Linked DNA regions of Sus scrofa: region 2 is linked to region 1. Evidence: chromatin contacts called from public promoter capture Hi-C data. All regions are on one chromosome and are shown on one strand. The core of a region is the stretch at or near the end of the contact, and the rest is flanking DNA. Distances in the headings are between cores, read along the strand shown. Region 1 holds the start of TMC1 (transmembrane channel-like protein 1). Region 2 overlaps TMC1 (transmembrane channel-like protein 1).

Evidence for each region. Promoter capture Hi-C pulls out the DNA fragments that hold promoters and counts their contacts.
Region 2: a promoter capture Hi-C map of liver shows a contact between it and region 1, with 6 times the contacts expected there. The contact joins the enhancer-like site here to the promoter of TMC1 in region 1. A contact is called at or near these places in 1 of 5 promoter capture datasets (liver), 6 of 47 Hi-C or Micro-C datasets (embryonic fibroblasts, liver and skeletal muscle) and 2 of 2 datasets of contacts at active chromatin or transcription factors (alveolar macrophages and skeletal muscle).

What each region holds. Positions count from the first base shown.
Region 1 is chr1:225,711,205-225,716,616 of Sscrofa11.1, forward strand. It overlaps TMC1 (transmembrane channel-like protein 1), which reads left to right and starts at 3,397. Exons shown (of 24, transcript XM_021064884.1): 1 at 3,397-3,535. It also overlaps a transcript of ZFAND5 not described here.
Region 2 is chr1:225,787,624-225,793,264 of Sscrofa11.1, forward strand. The region is part of intron 2 of TMC1 (transmembrane channel-like protein 1); the gene reads left to right. Among named protein-coding and RNA genes, the nearest start is that of TMC1, 76 kb to the left of the region's middle. Within about 2 kb of position 3,143, at least 2 of the 83 cell types and tissues checked have an H3K27ac peak or open chromatin away from gene starts, as enhancers often do. A contact at or near this core is called in liver, where this site is marked.

The DNA of each region.
Region 1 (5,412 bases), core at 2,147-4,646:
ACTTATAAATAGCCTCCAAATTCTGAGACAGGAGACACCAAGACTTTAGTCTTCTACAAGGATTCCCATCCGTAATTTTTACCCCCCCTCAAAGCCAGCATTTAAATGCCATCACATGTGCACAGCTTGCCTTAATATTTCTCAGAAGCTTAGATCACATGGGGGGGAGCGCTTCAGCCTGTCACAAGGCTGCAATGTGACAGGCTGAGCTGGATGGAGGCTCTCACATAAAGCCTAGTCAACAGGGGCCTCTGAAATCAGCTTCTATTTATATCTCAGAGCCTGCTAACTCCTACACAACCCCCAAAACTAAGGATGCAGCATTCATATATCCAACGTAATATAGAAAACACACCAAAAGGATGTCATTAAGGTTGCTACAGTTTTTCTAACATAGGGAAGGGTAAAGAACAATGTCAAATTCAAGCCAGAAGATGCAACCATCATTAATCACTCATGAAGCTAAAATGGCCAGGGTTGTTTATAAAAAGCAAGGATAGCGAAGCCAGCATCAAGGCAAAAAGAATCCTGGTTGAAGGTATTTATTTTTTGAGGTGGGTTTGGGGGATGAAGCACTGTGTTTCCCAAACTTGGCAGCATTTTAGAATAATACATATACCATTATTATTTAATACCCTTTAAATTGTTAGAAACTTAAGCATTCATGTGTCAGCTCTATCAGGTATAGCTAAATTGTTAATTTTTATAGTTTTTATAGCTGAAATGCCTATTTTTACAACTTTGGTTACCTCTAATTCACACCTAAAAAACAAATCAAAAAGACTACGGCATATAGGGCATGTAACTGAAAATCTCCCAGCCGCCAATATGAATGTAAAAAATTTTACACTTCTGGTGCACAAAATGTTAAAAGACATTAGAAGTGCCCACCCACTTGGAGTCGAGACCAGGAGTTCTAGTCTCTAATCTACCTCTAAGTAAGCCAGTGACCTTGGGCGAGCCCTTACTTTCCAGATCTCAGTTCCCTCTTGCCAAATGGAGGTTAGTGTGATTTTTAAAAGGTTCCTTTTCAGGCTTAATATCGGGCCTGGGGGGTGGGGGGGAAGGAATAAAAAAATCTTTTGAGGACGACATTTTGTGGGAAAAACCTGAAAAAAAAATGCAATGTTTTCACCAATAAAGTTCTGAAATCCTACTTTTAAAAAGAAGTAAAATAAAATTCATTTAGTTTTTTTTTTTTTAAAGCCTGCAAATTACCTAAATGGCCAAGTTTAAGGACAGTGGCTCCGTGACCTATATACTCCTTTACCCTAATATGTCAGACCAGATTCTTCGGAGACGCTAAATCAATCAAGGTAATCCCAGCTTTTCCCCAAAACAGCTCCACAGTGCGTGTAAAGCGAGCAAAGAATTTCACGTTCACCAGCCTAAATGCATGAAACAAAGGAGTAGGTGCTCCACTTCCTTCATGAAAGAGATCTTGGTTGAGAAACGCAGCGACACCGGTAAAACTGAAACACCACGACAGAGAAGGCCCCCTCACCTAATGTTCGGCGATTTCAGAACAAGTTCGGGTCCCACTGGTCCTCCACCCATACCCCTATGACCCTCCAAGAGAAGGCCTCACTCAGGAGAGCCCATCAGGGCCTTCTTCAAAAACCACTGAGTCATGCATAACAGCAGCTCCGCAGGCCAGGCCGGCCCCTCACCCAGCCTGTCCTGCGCCGACCCCCCGACCCTCAACTGCTCCTCCGAGGAGGTGGAGATGGGGGGGTGAGGAAGGCAAGGGGCCAGGGGCGCCGCCGCCGCCACCATTTCTTTGTCTTTCCTGGTCAGGCCGCCCACGCCGGGCGCCACCGCCGAAGACGGCCGGGGTGGACTTGAGGGAGGCCCGGAGCCCGAAACCCCGAGGCCGCACGCCAGGCATTGTTTCCACGGCCGTGCGAGTGCGACTGAACCGGAGGCAGGGAACCGGGTCTCCGGCCACGACGACACGATGACGCCTTCGTCTTTGTGCTTCCTGAACTGGCGGGCGGGCTCCCCTCCCCCGGACGCCGCCGGCCGCTAGGGTTTCGCCGGAGGCCTACGGCACCCCAGTCCTCCGCTCCCACCACCAGCCCGGGACGAACAGCCGGGAGCCCTGCCTCCCCTCCACACCACTCACCCTGCGGGGCCAGGAGCCGGGCTCGCGCGCGACACCGGCGCGGTGGGGCCGGTCCGAGCCCTCAGGGATAGGCGAGTCGGGTGCCTTGGAGCCGCAGCCGCGGGCCGGTCGGAGCCGCAGGAGGTTGCGCCGCCGCCGCCGCCGCCGCGGGGTCCTTCTTTGTTCCCGCAGCAGCAGTGAGCGTGGCCGGGACACGCCGGAGCTCGGGAAGTGGGAGGAGGGAAGCGGCGCGGGGCGGGGGGACAGAGGAGGCGGAGGGAGGACCGAAGGCCGCGGCGGCTAAGGCAGCTTTCGGCGCTCACCCGTCGTCGCCTCACGCCTCCACCAGCGGCGGGTTGGGCAGACTCCGAGGGCGAGCCGGGCGCGCGCAGCTAGGCCTGGGCGCCGCAAGGGCCCGCGGATGGCGCTCTCGGATGCTTCTTCTACCACCGAGGAAGCTGCGCTGTTCCCGGGAGCTACAAGCCCAAAACTGAGATGCAGACAGATCTGCGCTCCAGCTCACTGACGCGTTCTCTCCTGCCGGCGCTCCGGCTCTGAGGGAAAGAGGGAGGGAGGGGGCGGGGTCTGTGCGTCATCGAAAACCCCGACGGCGCCGGCGGCGCCGGGAGCGCGATGACGTCACGTGCCCGTCGCCGCGCCTCTCACTCCAGTCACCCGGTCGGGGAGGAGGGGCCGAGCTTGACCGCTCTGCAGTTGCGCGGAGCCGAGTCACTGGCCGGGCTGCCGGCCTCCGGGCGGAGCTGGTAGGAGTTAGACCGGTGGAGGACGCGTTTCTATTTTTAACCTGATTATCCGCCCTCAGCGTCTCGCCTTCTGATTTTCTCAGTCGAGCCTGCTTTTCGCCATCTCAGTTCTCACGCTTTGTCTCGACCCCTTGGCAGACATTTCCCTTTCCTCCTTACTCCCCCTTCCCCCACCCCTGGAGAAAGAGGTAGAAGGATTCGCCTCAGAAAATGAACTGCTCTATAGCCTCTGGGTCTCCTCGCCTCTTTATGACGCTTCCCCGTCCAGTTCCCTCCCACACCTTTTCGGTTCTAAAGTACAGCTTGAGCGTTGCCTTGTTGCTGTCGGGAAGGAGCAGGGCAGGCGGCGCTGGCTCTCTTGCACGCCCAAGGTCACGGGTGGTTGTGCAGAGTCAGGAAATGCTTGGCCTCACTGGCTGCCAGTCCTCCGCCCCGCGCGTCGGCGTTGTTGTTCTGAACAAACTGTTTTGGCCAGCCTGTAAAATCCCTGGAAATTGGCTATTCCAGCAAAGCGTCTCGAACTGGGAAAGCACCAAATGTTCTACTCAAGAAAAGAAGGGCCAAACAAGCTAGATCTGAGGGAGAGATCAAAAAGAAGGCGTTGCAGGAGGAAATTCAAGAGGGGGCAATTCAGAAATGAGGCACAGGCCCTGACTAGTTTGAAAGGGTGAGTTAACTAAAAACAGAACCTTTTCAAAGCAGCAACAAAAAAATCCCACGTGCAGCTGACCTCTCCAGGTGACTTTAGTTCAACTCAGAAGACCAAAATTAGTAACACAGAAAGGGACTTACGAAAATTTTGTAGTAAACAATGGCCTAATGAATAAATAGAAACGGTTTTTAGGCCTTCTGATAGCCACCATTAAAATGGAGAGGTAGGTCCCTTCCTTGTTTCCCAAACTTGCTGATCAGAAAAATCCACCTGGAGTAATTATTTACCTTTAAATAATCACCTAAGCTTCTCCCTTGGAAGTAGTTTTGGTTATCTGGGACTTTGAAGTTGAAGTAATGATCCAGGTGATTCTGATTTATAATTTTGTCTGGGAGAATGTTGTCCTGATGCACTTTGCCAACGTTTCCAAATCAGACCGCTTTCTGCCACAGTAAGCTGAATCCCTAGAATGTAACTGACCATTTTCTTTACAACTTGGAGTTATTGCTACAGGCAGTTAATGTGTTGAAGATGTAAGTAGTTTCGGATATTGGTCCCAGGAAATTTACTTTCTTGATGTAGACAAATTAGTAAAAGCAGAGCAGCTGCCATTTACAGGCCATTTTCAGGGCTAAGATTTTTCATTTAGGGTCTCGTTAATCCTCACAGCAGTTCACCGAGATAGGTACTATATAGCCATTTTCAAAGATAAGTGAATAATGATGAAAGAGGATAAGTGACTCTCTTGAGGCACTGAAGGACAGGGAAATAGTGGAGGTGATTCTTAGGACAAAAGTAACTTGGAAATTCTTCCCCCCACACACATCCATTTTAGTTGTTAAAAAGTGGAACAAGATAATTCTTGAAGAAGCATGATTGAAAGAAAAAAACCAACAAAGTAATAAAACAAGCTGGTTATTTAATAAGGTATTGCATAATATATATTATGTAGCACCTTCTCAGCCAATCATAATTTTCTCTGTAAGGTTGTTTCTAACAGGAATGTACTTGATATTGAGCCTATTTTTAGCAAGTTACTGTTGCAGCAACTACCCTAGTTGTTCTCAAAGTGTGGACCATACACCAGCAGCATCAGTATCACTTGGGCACTTGTTAGAAATACAAAATCTGGGAGTTCCTGTTGTGGCGCAGTGGAAATGAATCCAACTAGGAAGCATGAGGTTGCGGGTTCGACCCCTGGCCTCTATCAATGGGTTGGGGATCTGGTGTTACTGTGAGCTGTAGTATAGGTTGCAGATGAGGCTCCGAACCTATGTGGCTGTGGCTGTGGCATAGGGTGGCAGGACAGGGAAATATTGGATGTGTAGCTTGGATTAGACCCCTAGCCTGGGAACCTGCATATGCTGCAGGAGTGGCCCAAGAAATCAAAAAAAACCAAACAAACCAAAAAAAACTTTGTTGAAAGAAATTGATGAATTAATGTGTGTGTGTTTATAATGTGTACACTGCTTTGGATATCACCTTTTTGAGAAACTAGTTACTTTGGTCTCAAGAACTTTAAAAAATCTTTGTGACTGAACAAACTAGTTATCAATGTTAAGTACATATTTTGAATCTCAGTAGTTCGACCTCGGATTGGCTTTGAAACACCACTTTGGAGCTTGTCATAACTTGGGCTCATGGGTGGGGGTGGGCCAGAGAGATAGTCAAGAATGAGGTCAGTGATTTGGCAAAAGCTCCACAGCAACTGGAATTGTTTAAAGCTCTAGCAGTGGCAATTGGCACTAAGGCCCTAGCTGTCACAGAAAGCAGGTAGATGCCATGAGGGAGGTCAGAATTCAATTAGAAGACTGCTAAGAAAGAAATGAGTAGGGTGGGCCCTTGTCCTGGAGGAATGCAAGTTCTAGGCAGAGAGCCAAGGCAAGTTTGTT
Region 2 (5,641 bases), core at 1,893-4,392, 76 kb after region 1:
CCGCTCAGTGGGTTAAGGATCCTGCGTTGCTGTGAGCTGTGGTGGTGTAGATCGCATACCAGGCTCAGATTCCATGTTGCTATGGCTGTGGTGTAGGCCGGCATCTACAGCTCTGATTCAGCCCCTGGCCTGGGAACCTCTGTGTGCTGAGGGTGCAGCCCTAAGAAGACAAAAGACAAAATAAAAAAATAAAATAAAATAAAATAAAATAAAATAAAATAACATAAAATTTCCTGGGTTGGGTTATTTGTTCTTCTAGGTGAGAGAAGGAACACATGAGGCATATGAGCAATTTGGGGAGGAAAGGAGATCAGGTATTCAGTTTTTGATAAGATAAATTTGAAGTATTCAAGGGTCATTGGATAGAGCTGTTCAACAGGACATGACACTCATTTGCTGGTGAGAGGATTATGCTGGATCCATAGATCTAAAAGTTCTTAACACATGATACTCAAGACGCAGAGGAAATGGTATCATTTAGGAGGTTGGTGACCAGGAAGAACAGCAACAGTGCTCCCCTGCAGGTGATTTTAAGCACTCACCGTTTATCTTTGGGGGAAGTAATCATGAGACTTAGAGCCTAAATGTAGCTCATTATTACTTGAAGGCTGTGGCCTGAGTTGCAGGTGGAGTTAATAAGTGTACACATTTATTTATGCCAAATCAATTTTTTGTAGTTATTTTTCTAGCAAGTACAAAATAAATAAAAATAACTAGAACATAGAATCTGGTTCTAATTCCCAGTTCCTTTTTTAGACTTTTATTACATTATATTTTGACCCATTTTTATAAATATACATGAGCACATATCACATGAGCCTTATAGTTTTTTTCAGAGTAAATATTATAATTTCTGAACTATTTCTATGGTAGATTTCTTTTTCATAGTGTTACAGGACAACTGAGTATTTACCAATGACCTTAGGCATCTTGGCAAAGTATCTGGAAAAGTCAGTTGCAAGGCTGGTTTCTTGTTTATTTATTCAGTCTTTCTAGTATTTCAGTTGCCTCATTTTTTTTTTTTTCCTCTCAAGCTATTTTCTAGTCCCTATCCAATACCCAAATGTGAGTCTGTAAATTCAGTGGGTTATATATATAGGAAAAATTTGGTTCTTAATTTACATGTTTTGGAATAGAGAGACTAATTTTATGTAATTGACATTGAAATCTCAAATCTAAGCAAAACTAGTCTATTTTTAATTAAAAACCTCAAGGTTAAACATCTCTATTTTTTTAGGTAAAAAAAAATGTTAGTCTTGGGTAAGAGAACTACTTCTTTGTACTATATTTGAAAAACAGGGAGTTCGCGTCGTGGCGCAGTGGTTAACGAATCCGACTAGGAACCATGAGGTTGCGGGTTCGGTCCCTGCCCTTGCTCAGTGGGTTAACGATCCGGCGTTGCCGTGAGCTGTGGTGTAGGTTGCAGACGCGGCTCGGATCCCGCGTTGCTGTGGCTCTGGCGTGGGCCGGTGGCTACAGCTCCGATTCGACCCCTAGCCTGGGAACCTCCATATGCCGCAGGAGCGGCCCAAGAAATAGCAACAACAACAACAACAACAAAAAGACAAAAGACAAAAAAAAAAAAAAAAAAAAAAAAAGAAAAACAGGACTAGAGAAAAGAGGAAAATCAGTCATTTTTGTAACTTTATCAAGTAGTGACAAAATGAAGTGCTCTGGTGTAGAAAGGGACGCTGAACAGAAACATGAAATTTGTTCCTCTTCCTAATGATGAGGTGATTCCTAATGATGATGTGATCTTTCAAGGTCTAGATTTTTCTCTCTGCTAAATGTTTGGATTATGCTAGTTATTTTTTTGTTAATTTTCCTTTGAGTTCCTATGTTCTGCAAGTCCCAATAAGACTTCATTACTTGACATCAATAATCTATACCATAGATGCTCAGTTAGTCCTACTCTATTCTCTCAGTAAAACATGCTAGATGATGTTCTTTGCAGAGGAATACTGGTAGCCAGAAGACTATTGTTAGTACATTCATGCATTTTTGCCCCCTTCTATTGAGTTTTATGTTTACCAAGGATCAGCTACATGTGGTTCCAAATCTGTTTATGCCTGTTATGTTTGTCATAGATATTACATAGTTTATTTAGTGGTATGAAAGCCAAAGAAATATGAGTGTGAAAAGGAAGAGAATTGTTTCGATAAGACCTAAACTAAATGCTTTGGAGAGAATCTATTCGGTGTGTGTGTGGGGAGCTGTGTAATGTAAGAAGACATTGCAGAATATTAAAAAAATACTCATAAATATCTAGAAAAGTTGATTTTTATGTTTATTCACAGCTGAACTTATTTTCAAATTCCACTTTAAAGAAATTGAAATTGGAGATCAAAGATTATGCTTTATGCAAAAAGGAAGTAACACCAGTGACTTTAAGAAAATATTCTACAACAAGTGATTGATAAATGAGTACACAAATTAATGGTTGAAGGAAAAGTAAATTATTTAGGCATGCATATATAATATCCTGTCTTTCCTCACTTTAACTCCTTTTTTGGTTAACATAGCAATTACAATATCCTGTGTCCAATTAGAGGATATTTACACTGGTTTGTCATATTGAGGTCAGGGCCAGGCTAAAGTTTCTAAGTTTCCTTTGTTCTCTGGACATTAACAGGGTATACTGTATGAATAAATAGTGTGAATAAGATCCTGAAGAGCATTTTTTTTAGGCTTTTGAGATGTAAATATTTATTTCAAACCTAATTATGTATTATAGGGTAGTAGTACTACTTTTTGGGTTTGAGTCCTGCCTCTTATTTTTACTAATTACTTTATGTCTTCAAGGCATGGTTTCTACCACAGACATTACAATAATATACTAACTCACTGGGTTAAGAAGGTTAACTCTGTTCATATACATAAAGCACAGTATCTGGCATGTAGTAGGAACTAAAAATGTGATATTTATTATCCCTTAAAGTAGGTTTCAAGTGCTTCTAATTACCAGTTGATTTTTAATGTAATAACAAGCTCTGGAAGTTATTGTATAAAAATGATTAAACTTTATGCACCTTTTTGGTGGGGAGCTAAGGCAAATTTGAGAAACAACAGGATGGCTGGGGCTGTGCAATTTGTTTGCGTAGAGGCCAGAGGTCAAAACCAAACAGCAAGTTAGAACCTCCAGTTAGGAGTCAGTGATCAAGCTCAAACAGATATCAGTATTTGTAGCAGATGCTTCCAAGTGAAGTGTTCCTTCTGTGTAATGCACTTTTGCTGCAAGTGATGAGCTATGTTCCAGGGTTACTGCTGCAGGAATGAGTGATGTTTGCTTCCTATCTCTTACTCTCAACAAATCAGCTAGAATGTGCCTTTTGAAGCCTAAATGAGATTGCATCACTCCTGTGCTTAATAACACACAATACCTGCTCATTTCACTACGAGTAAAAGCCAGAGTTCTTACAGCAAATGGCCTGCAAGGCTCTATGATGATCTGAGCCCTCAATTATTCCACCGTTCTCATCTCTGATTATTCTTCTCATTCACTCCTCAAGCTACTCTGACCTTCCTATTATTCTTTTTAAAAAGTCTGGCACTTTCCTGTCCCCTGACTTTTGTTTTTCCCTCCACTGGCAATGCTTTATTAACCCTAGCAGCTGGCTCCACTCCCTCACTTCCTTCAGGTCTTTGCTCAAGTCTTACTTTCCCTGTGAGACCTTGACCACCTGTCATCTCCCCACACTCTCCTTTCCCCTGCTTACTTTCTTTTTTATATTATATGACATATTTATTCATCACATGCATTTTTTCCTTCTGTTTCTCTGCAAGAATGTAAGTTCTGTGAGGGCAGGGATCTTTATATAGTTTTGTTTACTTATGTATCCCAAATGCCTATAGAATAGTGCTTGGCACATCATCTGAGCTCATTAAATATTGGTTCAGTGAATGAATGAACAAATGAGTGGAAGAGCCAGGACTGGCTAGAATTTAGTATTCTTTGTCAAGGGCAAAGCAAATGGCAAAATTATCAGTCTCTGGGGATTTACTGAGGAAATCAAAGATCTTTGTAGATTGGACTGGCTCTCTGACTTCAGCCACAGTTTGGAAATCTCCCTTTTCCCTAACTCACACTGCTTTCTTGATTTTATTGCCTTAAATTCAGGTTTACTCAAGCATTGAGAGTCCAGGAACTGTGGCTAAGACCCAGATGATCAAGATAATAAACACATCTTTGCTTCAATTTTGTGATATATGGAAAAAGTCCTTTTTCTCCTTTGCTTAATTACTTGTCTCTAGTTTGGTTTAATGATTACCTAATAATTTGGAAGTTATAACCTTTGTTACTAACAGTTGCAGTTTCTGACCCTCTTATACTGTATCCATTTTTGGTATTGAGGGTTTATAAATTCCCTTTCTTCTCTTTTTACTTAATTGCAGCTTAAATGCTTCCAGTTTCCATGGCTTTCTTTCTGTATAAAATAATAATTATATCACAATAATAATTATACTGTAATAAGAATTATAAAATTATTTTGATCTATTCAGTAGGTAGCTGCCAAGTTTTGATTTGGGAGCTTCAGATATATTTTCACTAATCTTCATACCAACCTTGCAGGGGGCAGTTTTGAACTTTGCAGATTTACATTATGCTTCTCAGCATGTATGTTTTCTTCTGATTGGCCCCTTCAGGATCACTAGAAGCCCAAAGTTACAGCTTCCTGGAGCCCACTACAGAATACCTATAATCATAAAGTTTTCACCAATTTCCAAGGTGAAATTTCTGAACTCAAGTTTCAATACCATTGGGTGAGGTAGAATACATCTTAAAGAGTACACTGAGGGAGTTCCCGTTGTGGTGCAGAGGAAACAAATTCCACTAGGAACCATGAGGTTGAGGGTTTGATCCCTGGCCTCGCTCATTGGGTTAAGAATCCAGCATTGCTGTGAGCTGTGGTGTAGGTCACAGATATGGCTTGGATCTGGCATTGCTGTGGCTGTAGTTGTGGTGTAGGCTAGCAGCTGTAGCTCCGATTTGATCTCTAGCATGGGAACCTCCATATGCTGCAGGTGCGGCCCTAAAAAAATAGAGTACACTGAGGAGTTCCCTTGTGGCTCAGTGGTAATGAACCCAACTAGGGTTCATGAGGATGCAGTTTTAATCCCTGGCCTTGCTTGGCAGTTTAGGGATTTGGCGTTGCCATGAGCTGTGGTGTAGGTAATGAATGGGGCTCGGATCCCCCCTTGCTGTGGCTGTGGTGTAGACTGGCAGGTGCAGCCCTGATTCAACCCCTAGCCTGAGAACTTCCATATGTCTAGTATGTGGCCCTAAAAAGCAAAAAAAAAAAAAAAAAAAAAAAAAAAAGTACACTGAGAGGTAGACTTAAATTGCCAGTACTACACTATAGTAATCACTAAGCAGTTTTTTACTTATTGCAGTGGAGGTTAACCCTCTTCCTGGCAGGCCATACTTTCCTTTTCCTGCCCCTGTAGCATACGTATCATCACACAAACAAAATCAAATAAGAGCTATTTTTAAGTTTCCAGCCAGAGAATACTCTTTAAGAACACCTTGGTCTTTCATAGGCAGATTGTGCCTTTTGGCTCTATGTTAAATTAATTCTGTTTTGTAAGGAATAAAGTACCATTCATTTGATTAGTGTACTTTTGAACAAAAAGTAAAGAGGAT